4 separate regions of the Sus scrofa genome follow, and regions 1, 2 and 3 are each linked to region 4. The links are chromatin contacts, called in public HiChIP or PLAC-seq maps. All regions are on one chromosome and are shown on one strand. The core of a region is the stretch at or near the end of the contact, and the rest is flanking DNA. Distances in the headings are between cores, read along the strand shown.

The links. HiChIP or PLAC-seq counts read pairs in DNA pulled down with a chosen protein or histone mark.
Region 1: an H3K27ac HiChIP or PLAC-seq map of alveolar macrophages shows a contact between it and region 4. The contact joins the enhancer-like site here to the promoter of MED14 in region 4. A contact is called at or near these places in 2 of 5 promoter capture datasets (fetal liver and liver), 6 of 47 Hi-C or Micro-C datasets (embryonic fibroblasts, epiblast stem cells, heart right ventricle and 2 more) and 2 of 2 datasets of contacts at active chromatin or transcription factors (alveolar macrophages and skeletal muscle).
Region 2: a contact with region 4 is called in an H3K27ac HiChIP or PLAC-seq map of alveolar macrophages. The contact joins the promoter of USP9X here to the promoter of MED14 in region 4. A contact is called at or near these places in 1 of 5 promoter capture datasets (fetal liver) and 1 of 2 datasets of contacts at active chromatin or transcription factors (alveolar macrophages).
Region 3: a contact with region 4 is called in an H3K27ac HiChIP or PLAC-seq map of alveolar macrophages. The contact joins the enhancer-like site here to the promoter of MED14 in region 4. A contact is called at or near these places in 2 of 5 promoter capture datasets (fetal liver and liver), 6 of 47 Hi-C or Micro-C datasets (embryonic fibroblasts, epiblast stem cells, heart right ventricle and 2 more) and 2 of 2 datasets of contacts at active chromatin or transcription factors (alveolar macrophages and skeletal muscle).

Annotation. Positions count from the first base shown.
Region 1 is chrX:36,755,170-36,757,869 of Sscrofa11.1, forward strand. All of the region lies in intron 1 of USP9X (probable ubiquitin carboxyl-terminal hydrolase FAF-X), which reads left to right. Among named protein-coding and RNA genes, the nearest start is that of USP9X, 20 kb to the left of the region's middle. Within about 2 kb of position 1,307, at least 9 of the 83 cell types and tissues checked have an H3K27ac peak or open chromatin away from gene starts, as enhancers often do. A contact at or near this core is called in alveolar macrophages, where this site is marked.
Region 2 is chrX:36,734,760-36,737,459 of Sscrofa11.1, forward strand. USP9X (probable ubiquitin carboxyl-terminal hydrolase FAF-X) reads left to right here and starts at 1,290. Exons shown (of 45, transcript XM_021080148.1): 1 at 1,290-1,421.
Region 3 is chrX:36,778,615-36,781,314 of Sscrofa11.1, forward strand. All of the region lies in intron 1 of USP9X (probable ubiquitin carboxyl-terminal hydrolase FAF-X), which reads left to right. Among named protein-coding and RNA genes, the nearest start is that of USP9X, 44 kb to the left of the region's middle. Within about 2 kb of position 1,262, at least 1 of the 83 cell types and tissues checked has an H3K27ac peak or open chromatin away from gene starts, as enhancers often do. A contact at or near this core is called in alveolar macrophages, where this site is marked.
Region 4 is chrX:36,423,426-36,426,125 of Sscrofa11.1, forward strand. MED14 (mediator of RNA polymerase II transcription subunit 14) reads right to left here and starts at 1,412. Exons shown (of 30, transcript XM_021080844.1): 1 at 778-1,412. The coding sequence starts at 992.

The DNA.
Region 1 (2,700 bases), core at 57-2,556, 330 kb after region 4:
ACTTCCAGGCTGTCTGAGAGATTTGGGAGGTGTGCTGAAGGCAGAAAGCAAGACCAGACTGCAATCGTGTAGGCAGAGCATAGTGAGCATTTATCTTGATGTCTGACTTGAATTACCAAATGGTTGGGCTGGGTGAGGGCAGTGCAGTTTTTTGATTGTGAAAGTGGTTGAGAAAATCAGGTTGACTTTGCAGGTCCACATTTAAATCATGAGGCATATATTTTAGCTAAGTAAGACCTGGACAATTTGGTATCTTCTGGACAGATCCGATTTCAGAGCTGAGCTGTACCCCTGTTAGAAAGCTCTGGGTTTATTAGAGCTAGCCATGCTTATAGCTTATAGGTCAGGAGTGAGGCATAATTAGCAGCCCTAAGTTGTGTCGAAGCAATTCACCTGTGCCACAAACAGGTGATGGGAAGATTCAGGCTTCTCCGGAGAAGGTGTTGTTACTCTCCAGCTGGGGATATAGGGACTTCTTTGGCTTAGATGAAATAAGCAAGACCGTGCTAGTAAAAGCAAATTAAAAGGATCACATTCTTCTGCTCTGTGGTGGTTTACATAAACTCGCTAAAGTAGAACCCTTCGAATTATAAATAAAACCCAAAGAGATCCCCAAACTCTAGAGTAAAATAAGTGAAATAATGCCCTGGACCCTGTGTCCAATCCTTGGCTGGGAATAGGTCCGTTTCAGAGAGGTTCTTCCAGAGCTGGATGGACAGACTATTTTTAAGTATGTCTGTTCTAGGCACTGGTGTCTAAAATTCAGGTGAATATCCTTGAGCAATAGCATACTATCAGCTGTGATCTTTTATATGGTACCTTGTTCTCCCTAGCTACATCCTCTGCCCATTGTCATAAAGGAAGATGAAATGGGGCCATCTCCCTAGATTCTTAGTTCTCTCATTTTTGTTAAAAATACTAAGTCATTGTGGACTTTCCTCATTCCATTCAAATCACAAAGCCTCCTCTGGGGGACGTATTATCAAAGCTCCCTCCTCTTTTATATTAGCTTGACCATTAACCCAGAAGACATTTCCACAGGCATGAAGTATTTAACCCTTTGTCTATACAACTTTGAAATGTGTAGCCTTGAAAGTATAAAACAATAACAACTTACCGAGGAAATTCTGTATATTCTTATGATAAGTGTCCTAGGCAACAGTGAGCATACTTACCAGGCTTTTCTGGGGAGGGAGGAGAAATAAGAGTGCATTGGGAAATGTTATGAGGAAATGTAATATAATAAGTCATTGCCCTACCAAGGCGGGACCAGGAAGTAAAAAAAAAATTAGCTTTAAAGCTAAAGGACAAGTGTTAGAAAAGTGAAACTGGAGTTCCTGTCCTGGCTCAGTGGTAACGAAACTGACTAGTATGTGAGAATGAGGGTTTGATCCCTGGCCTCGCTCAATGGGTTAAGGATTTGGCATTTCCGTGAGCTGTGATGTAGGTCACAGATGAGGCTCAGATGTGGTGTTGCTGTGGCTGTGGTGTAGGCTGGCATCTGCAGCTCTGATTTGAGCCCTAGCCTGGGAACCTCCATATGCTGCAAGTGCAGCCCTAAAAAGCCAAATGAAAAAAAAAAAAAAAAGAAAGAAAGAAAGAAAAAAAAGAAAGAGGAGTTCCTTCTGTGGCTCAGTGGTTAACGAATCCGACTAGGAACCACGAGGTTGAGGGTTTGATCTGGCCTTGCCATGAGCTGTGGTGTAGGTTGCAGACAGGGCTCAGATCTGCTGTTGCTGTGGCTATGGTGTAGGCTGACAGCTGTAGTTCTGATTTGACCCTTAGCCTGGGAACCTCCATATGCCGTGGGTGTGGCCCTGAAAAAGAAAAAAAAAAAAAATAGAACTCAGAAAGAAAGAAAAAAAGAAAAGTGAAACCAAAACAAAGGAAATAAGAAGGAAGGCCTGGACTCTATGGACTTTATTTAAAGAGCTGCACTGTGACATTGAACCCATTTTTTAAACTCAGAACTGTTCAATTCCTATCTTATTAACTGAGTGGAAGGTGTCAAAAGTGGGCAGTCCTGTAGGTCACACCCACCCTGGGAGCCATGGGGCACACTGGGTAGTTGCTGGTGAACTTGACTTGATGGACTAAGTCCCCCTAGAACTGTTGCTGGAAATACATGAAATATATGAAATTGATTTTTCCTTCCACTGTAACAAAATTGTGGTAAAATATATACAACATACAATTTACCATTTTGACCACTTTTAAGTGTACCATTCATTTGCTTAAAGGACATTTATCGTGTTGTGCAACCATCACCATTTTCCATTTCCAGAACTTTGTCATCCCAAACAGTATACCTGTTTTTTTTTTTTTTTTTTGTCTTTTGTCTTTTTAGGGCCACACCCATGGCATATGGAGGTTCCCAGGCTAAGGGCTGAATCAGAACTACAGCTGCCGGCCTACACCACAGCCACAGCAACGCTAGATCTCAGCCATGTCTGCAACCTACACCACAGCACATGGCAACACCGGCTCCTTAACCCACTGAGCAAGGCCAGGGATCGAACCTGAGTCCTCAAGGATCCTAGTCAGGTTTGTTAACCACTGAGCCACGACACGAACCCCGCAAACACTGTACCTGTTAAAACAACTACTCATTTTCTCCTCCCCCCAGTCCCGGAAACCTCTATTCTACTTGTTGTCTCTATGAATGTGTCTATTGTAGGGACCTCCTTAAGTAGAATCATA
Region 2 (2,700 bases), core at 40-2,539, 310 kb after region 4:
CAGCTGACAGCTAGACTATATTTCACGAGAAACCCTCAGCTAGAACCACCCAGCTAAGCAGTCCTAGTTTTCTGACCTTCTGAAACTGTGAGATAATAAATATTTATTTTAAACTACTAAGTTTGGTTTAATTTGTTATGCAGCAAAAGAGCATGAATACACATTGGAACCATAAGATTGTTTTAAATAATTAAAAAACTGAAAATGAATAAAAAGAAGAAGAAAAAAAAAGCAGCCCTTAAAAACCTCAAAACACATGGAAACAAACGAACCTTTCAAGCTGGTGGCAAAACTACACAGACAATAATTACTTCAAGTGACTTGCAAACACAGTCTTTTTACCATACATCCCCAGTGGGCTAGATCCTAAGAACAAAAAGGACTGCAAATAAATCTTAAATGACATTCAGTGGACTAAGCAACGCACCTTGGTATTGCTACCCAGACACTATTGTATCCATATACTAGAAGAAAGTGAACAACTTATTATGTTAATATCATTAAGATCCGAGACTTTATATAGGAGAGGAGATACGAAGTCAAAGATATAAGTAAAAAATCCTTTGCTCTTTAAATTAAGATTGAAAATAGCAGCATTCATGATTTTTCTTTTTCTAAAAAATATGTCTTTCCTAGCTCTGTGCACCAAAAAGCCTAAGAGAAATGACAACATAATAGCAATAAATACACAGCATCTAGATTGTGGTGACTAAATATAATTTAAGCAAATAAACATGCAGCACTCTGTAGAGAAATGGCTAATTTCAATTCTGAGGCTGCAAATACACAAGTTGGAGTAAGAGTCAAATGTAAGGACTAAGAAATCGACTTTTTAAGGGGTTCTCACTGGCCCCAAGATAGGACAATTTGAACATCAAAAAGCATAATGACTGCCAAGTAGTATATATATTTATACATCAAATATTTTATGCTTTCTTTTTTTCCTTTTTTTTTTTCGACTCAAATGTTTTAAAACTCCATGAGTTTGTAATAATAAGAGAACTTTATTTTTGTGTATGTGCTTAAGCTCTGAAGTTAGTAAGCTTCACACTCCCCTTCTATACCTTTTGATTCTGGGGATGGGATTCTACCATCCACATTTCTGCTTTTGCCAACTGCTGCCTGTTAGACTCTGCCTACAGGAGGGTGATGGGGGAGCCGGCAGGGCTGGAGAGGAATGAAGGAATTGAAACTCCTTTCTGTCCTTCCTTCTTCCTTCCTGTCAGCTTCCTGCTTCTGTCAGCATCCCCGTTCGGAGCATTGCTTCACCGCGCCCCCCCTCACCCTGAACCGGCAGCACAAAAGCACCCCCGACCAGCAGCACCTTTGCCGTGTCCACAGCAGAATCCAGTTTGCAGTTTCCAGCCTTTGCAGAACGAGCCTCATCAGACCCCCATCAGAAACACCAGCCGCCACATGAGGTGAGTAGCACACCCTCCTCAGAGGTCTGGGTCCCAGCTTCCTGGAGCCCCCTTTCTCTAAGCTTTGAAGTTATAACAATTCCCTTCTCTTTCCTTTGTGCTCACGCGCTGGGGGTGGTTGCAGGTTTTGGCTTTCTACTCTAAGATACCTTCCAGTTTTCTTCCCCATTTGAGTTACCTCCTTACCAACTTTATGCCTACTTCACATTTTATATACAAAATCCTGTCTGTTCAAATAACTAATGGGGCAGAGCCTTCTTGCCTGCCCGCTTGCATCTCTTACAAGCGTCCTATCGTAATAAATCGATTCCTTGCATAAAAAAAAAACCAAAAAAGCAAACAAAAATACCCCAAATAACTAATGGGACTTCTGCCTCCGACTGGTCCCTAACTGAGAGGTACCCCAACTCCCAGCAGTCGTTGGTTGAAGGCTGCCTCTAGGAAGGTTCATTACCCATCATTTTCCAGCAGCTACAGGGGTGGCAAAGCTGACTCCAGTAGAAGGGCAGGCTCCAGTGGCAAGAGAAAACCCTCAGGCAAAGTACTCCAGGACCTAGCGATTGGAAGTTGGGCCAGTGTGCACTAAAGTGATAAGGGGGAGGGACCAAGGGCGGGGGGAGTGACAAGGTTTGCTATACAGTTGAATGCCCTTTATAAAATATTAATTTCTCATTCCACGAGCAATAATTATCTTTGAAAGACACTTAAGTCAATAAGAATAAGGCTCAAGTCCTTTCAGTCACCATCCCCCATCCTGATTCCCTTCCCTTCCCAGAGGTAACCTCCGTTAGTAGTTATCATTTACATGTACTTTTCTACATATATATGCTTATAAAACATATGGCATTATTTTGTAGGTTTTTTGTTTTTGTTTCATAGTATACCTGTCTTTTTGCACTTTGCTCTATTCACAAAACAATTTGTCTTGGGAGTCATTCCATATTATGACACATAGATCTACCTATTTCTTTTTAACGGCCTCATAATATTCCCAAGGTGCATATTCCATTGTTTATTTCACTGTCACTCTGTGTTACAATTAACAAAATCCTATGATTAATGGCAATGTCTTTTGTGTCATTGTACCTGTTTAGGAGTGTTTCTGTAGGGTAGATACAGACTGGAAATGCTTGGGGGGGGGGCGGTCAGAGAAAATGCCTTTCTTTTTTTTTTTTTTTTTTAATTTGGCTGCATTTGCAGCACATAGAAGTTCCTGGGCCAGGGATCAAATCCGAGCTGCAGCAGTGACCCGAGCTGCCACAGAGACAAAGCTTAACCT
Region 3 (2,700 bases), core at 12-2,511, 360 kb after region 4:
ATGCGTTTTTTTTTTTTTTTTTTTTTTTTACGAATTGAAGGTTTGTGGCAGTCCTGCATTGAGCAGGTCTACTGGTGCCATTTTTCTAACAGCATTTACTCACTTTGTGTCTGTCACATTTTGGTGATGCTCAGAATATTTCAAACTTTTCCATCATTTGTTATGGTGATCTGTGATCAGTGATTTTTGTTACTAAAGTGTTTTTGTTTTTTTTTAATTTTTAAAATTAAAAAAAATTTTTTTTTCCTTTTTAGGGCCACACCCATGGCATATGGAGGTTCCCAGGCTCGGGGTTGAATCAGAGCTGCAGCTGCCGGCCTATGCCACAGCCACAGCACCCAGGGCACCCAAGCTGTGTCTGTGACCTACACCACAGCTCACAGCAATGCCAAGATCCTAACTCACTGAGCAAGGCCAGGGATTGAACCCACATCCTCATAGATCCTAGTTGGGTTCATTCCCGCTGAGCCACAATGGGAACTCCTAATAAAGTAATTTTAAATTAAGGTATGTACATTGTGTTTTTAGACATAATGCTATTGCACACTTAGACTACAGTGCAATAAACATAATTCTGTGTATACTGGGAAACCAAAAAATTTGTGGACTCACTTTGCGATATTTGCTTTATTATGGTGGTTTAGAATTGAAACTGCATCTCTGAGGTATGCCTGTGAATGTTTTATAGCAGAACAGATTTCATATTTACCAAGTCTTTTCCACTACAAAACCCACAACACATGTTCCATACTCAGTACTAAATTACAAATAGCTGTCTTTAAAGCATCTCCCCTCCAATGGAATGTTATTGAGAGACAAGGGAACTGATACTTAACTGGACAGCCCTCACATTTAAAGATAATCATTACCTTGTTTAATCATCACAAGCACCATAGCCTTATGTCCTCAGTCTCAAAGAGGTTTGAGAACTTTGCACAAGATTACACAGTAAGTACCAAAGTAGAAATTTATTTACTTGTCTTCTGTCCTTAGGGCTGCACCCATGGCATATGGAGGTTCCCAGGCTAGGGGTCGAATTCTGAACTGCAGCCACTGGCCTAGACCACAGCCACAGCAACGTCAGATCCGAGCTAACCTACACCACAGTACACGACAACACCAGATCCTTAACCCACTGAGCGAGGCCAGGGATCAACCCGAAACCTCGTGGTTCCTAGTCAGATTCGTTAACCACTGAGCCACAACAGGAACTCCCAATTTTGAGACCTTTAACAAGAGTGAATGTCTGACACAATAGGATTAATGAAGTTGTTCTGTTTTCTCCCCTCTGTGGTCTCACCTCCTATAGCACTGAAGTAGAGCGTAATGGCAATGTAGAATGGCAAGGGGGTGAGTAGAGCTGTTGATACCAAGGTGTCTAGTCTTGAAATTTAACTTGCTAGCTTTGTCCCCTGTTAGTTATTTCATCTTTGTCAGACTACCTTTATGTACCTCAGATTTTTCCATCTGTAAAATGGTAATAATGAGTACTTACCTCTTGAGATTATATTAAGTGAGTTAATAGAGCAGAACGTTTTAAGTGACAGCCTGGCACATGATAACTGCTCCATAGGTGTTAACTGTCACTCCTGCCCCATTGCTTCTCTGATTTACTTTTTGGTTCTTTTTCTACTCTTATTCAACACTGTTTTCCTAATTTCTCTCCTCCCAATCCCTTCATAGAATTGGTTTGAAATAGATTAAATAGGTATGCTCTTTTAGTCTAATTTTTTGTGCGCCTAAATTTCTTCTGTTTTATATACACATTAAGCAAGAGAAAAAATAGTGTTACAGTATATTTCAGTGACAAGGTTTTAGTTTAGTTTTATCTTTAAGGAGAATTCGGAATTTTTATTATTTGTAGATGGCAGGATTTTATATAAGGGAAATCAACTGAGGAACTAGTAAATGGTTTGAATATAATTACTGTGGCAAAATACGTTAATTTCCACATTTTTGTGAATTTCCCAAATTTGCTTTGGCTGAATTCTAATTTTACTCCACTGTGTTTCAGTCCTTTAAGTTTATTGAAACAATTTACAGCCTACTGTGGTCTGTCCTAGAGGATGTTCATGTATACTCAAGAGGACTGTATATTCTACTGTTGGGTAGAGTGCTCTATAGATATCTGTATGATCTAGTTTGTGTATGGAGTTGTTAAGAAGGACTTCTCTTGTGGATCTTTTGCTTAGTTTTATCCATTACTGAAAGTGCTGAAGTCTTTATTATTGTTGAATTGTCTGGTTTCCTTTCCTCTTGTCAGACTTGCTTCATATATTTTGAGGCTCTCTTTGGTTGTGTGTGTGTGTGATTAAATTTTCCTGATGATTGGACCCCATTATTGTAGTGTTCCCCTTTAGTAATTTTTTTTTTTTTGTCTCACAGTCTTTTTTTCTCATTGAGTCACTCCAGCTTTCTTATGGTTGCTGTTTTGCATGATGTATGTTTTCCCATCCTTTCACATTCCACCAGTTTATGTCCTTCAATCCAAAAATCTATAAGCAATGGGTTTCTGCTGTGTAGCACTGGGAACCATATCTAGGCACTTCTGATGGAGCATGATAATGTGAGAAAAAGAATGTATATATGTACTTGTGACTGGGTCACCTTGCTGTATAGTAGAAAACTGGCAGAACACTGTAAACCAGCTATGATGGAAAAAATAAAAATCATTAAAAAAAAAAACTTTCTCCTATTGAC
Region 4 (2,700 bases), core at 162-2,661:
TAAAACAGTAATTAAAGTGTATCTATCCCTAGTTGTTATAGTTTCTTTTCTTTGCACACCGAAAATCGTTACAGTGTATTCTGATCCTATTCTGAAGGGATTAACAACCTAATCATGTCCCAAGGCATTTCACTGGTAACTTGGTGATTTACAAACTCCCTTCATACCCCAAGAGACAATAACAGCAGGCCAGTCTTAAAAAATCTCTACTTACACTTCATGCGTGAAGACTTCAGTTTTAAATGTTCCAGAAAAACAAACTTGGAACCCCAAATTTTGTATTATTTTATACACATCTCCTGAGTTCAAACTTTGTCAGAAGCAATTACAACCTACATTTAAAATGTACTGTAAGAGGAGGTTGTAAAACAGTTTCCCATCTTTGGGATTTTTTCCTTTTCTTTTCTTTTTTTAAGCTCGAATACTATGTACTCCTAAACCCTAAACTTGGGGCCTGGGTTAAAAAGCCTCCAGCCAAGAAATCAATAGGGCTCAGCTGGCAAATGAGCAAACCTCCCAAAGAAGGGCTTTTCAAGGAAAATCTAACAACGTGCATAATTAACAAGTCTCCGTTGCTTCATCTCCAGAAAGACTTCCAAATGCAAAGCCTCTCCTCCACCTCCTTTGAAGCCCATGAGTTCAGAAATTCTAGACTAAGCAGCCTAGCGAAGAAGAGAAAGCAGCAACCTCTTGGAGGGAAGGAGGTTCGAACCTCTCTCAGGCCATTGGGCGGGAAGGGGGGGGCTGGGGAGCAGGCATGGATTTCGCGGCACTTACAGGTCCGTCAGCACCATGAGCTCCGAGTAGGCCCGGTGCAGCAGAAATTCGATGAGGGTGCTCAGCCGGTAGCCAGGGCTAGCCGCGGCCGCAGCGGCCGCCGCCACGGCGGCTCCGGGAGGAGGAGGCGCCGGGGCTGACGCGGGGCCGCCGCTGCCCCCGCCGCCGCCTCCGGGCGGGACCAGCTGGTGGTTCTCCAGCTGCACTGGGGCCATGGCGGCGCAGGGCCGGGCTTGGCGCAGGGCACAAAATGCGGCCCGCGAGCCTCCCTCACGGGCACTCGGTCACCGCGCCTAAGTGGTCGCGGGCGGATTCGCCGCCGCCTACAGCGGGGCCGCCTCTGAACAGGAAGCCGTGCTGCGGCCGCAGAGGCCCGCCCCCATGTAGCGACGAGCCCGCCGGCTCCAGGGACGGGAGCGAGGGGCGGGGGGAAGCGGGGAGGGCGGGGAAGCCAGGTGGCCGCAGCAGAGAGGCTGCACCCCCGCGACCGATCAGAGGCTGCTCCGCCAGGCAGCCGCAGCGTCCATGTTGACGGCCCAAAGCGGAAGTCGTTAGGCAGAACGGAAGGGGAACCAAAGGGGGACTTCCGACAGCAACCTGCGCCTTTTCTCCGGGCTGTCGGGCGCCGGGACGCTGGGGGCGCGTGGGAGTGGGGCGGGGCCGGCGCGCGGGCAGGAAAAGCGGAAGCGGGGGCCGCCCGCTGCCGGAAGTGAGTGTGAGGGCGGAACCGGTGACGTCACCGCGAACGTCAGCGGTTGCCCCGCCCTTGCTCTCGCCGCTCTCCGGGATTTAAAAGGCTCCCGTTTGCGCTTAGGTGTCGATTAGCGCTTCCCTGGTGGGTGCAACCCGGCCGGGGAGGCTACGCGACCCCAAATGTTCCGGACTTGTGGTTCTGGAATTTCGAAGAAATGGTTGCGGCTGCGCGCTGGTGACTTCTCAGATCTTTGCACCTCCCACAGTCTGCCCATGCGCCTTTCGTGGGATAGAAGACGTGTCCGTCATTGTTGGGTTTTTTTTTAAGCTGTGGGAAAAGAGGCGAAAAAATATGATTGGGGCTAGCAACGGGGCCGCTGGCGGGATAACTTCACTTTAATCAAGTTGGATATATGTTCAGCTAGTTACCGGCCCCCCAAATCCTGGCAGTTCTACCACAAACAGCCCTTAAATCCTCTACCGCTGATTCTCACTTGGTTCTTGTCCTTTCTCTTCAAGAAGCCGCCCTGCCTTCCAAGGGTTTTCAGTTCATCTTCTATGCCCTGCCGCCACTCCCTCCCACCCTCCCTCCGCCGCCGCCTCAAAATCCACGCTTAATTTTGCTTCCTGCTCTAAAGCGGTTATTCTCAACCCTGCCCGCACATTGGAATCATGGCGGGGGCGGGAAGAAGGTGCTGGTTTGGGTGACTTTAAAAGATATTTCTGCCAACCACATAGATTCAGCTTTAATTGGTCTGGGCTTCAGGATTTTTCAAAAGCTCCCTAGGTGATTTTAACCTAGGAAGCGACAACCGCTTAAAAGGGTCAATTGCTGTGACCGTTTTCAAACATCTTTTTGCAGATTCTTATCTGTAACTCTTAGGTGTAAGAGACGCACTTGCTGTTCCCTAAAGTTAAAATACTCTCATTCTTGTCCACTTGTGTAATTCTTAGTCATTCTTGAAGACCATTTACCTGTCTTCTGAGGGTGTAACCTTTGGAGCAGTTAATCACTTAATCAGTAACTAATCACTTGCTCCCTCTTTTGTGATCCTAAAGCACATTTGCACACACAATACCATCATCTACTCATCAAAAGGCATAAGGCTTACTTACAGCCCCCACAGCTGCAGTTGCTGGAAGGCAGATACCCTCTGTAGGATCCATCCCTATGCTGCTATCTCAGGGAACAAACACATTTTTTTCTAAGTTAGCTAGAATCTGCATTTC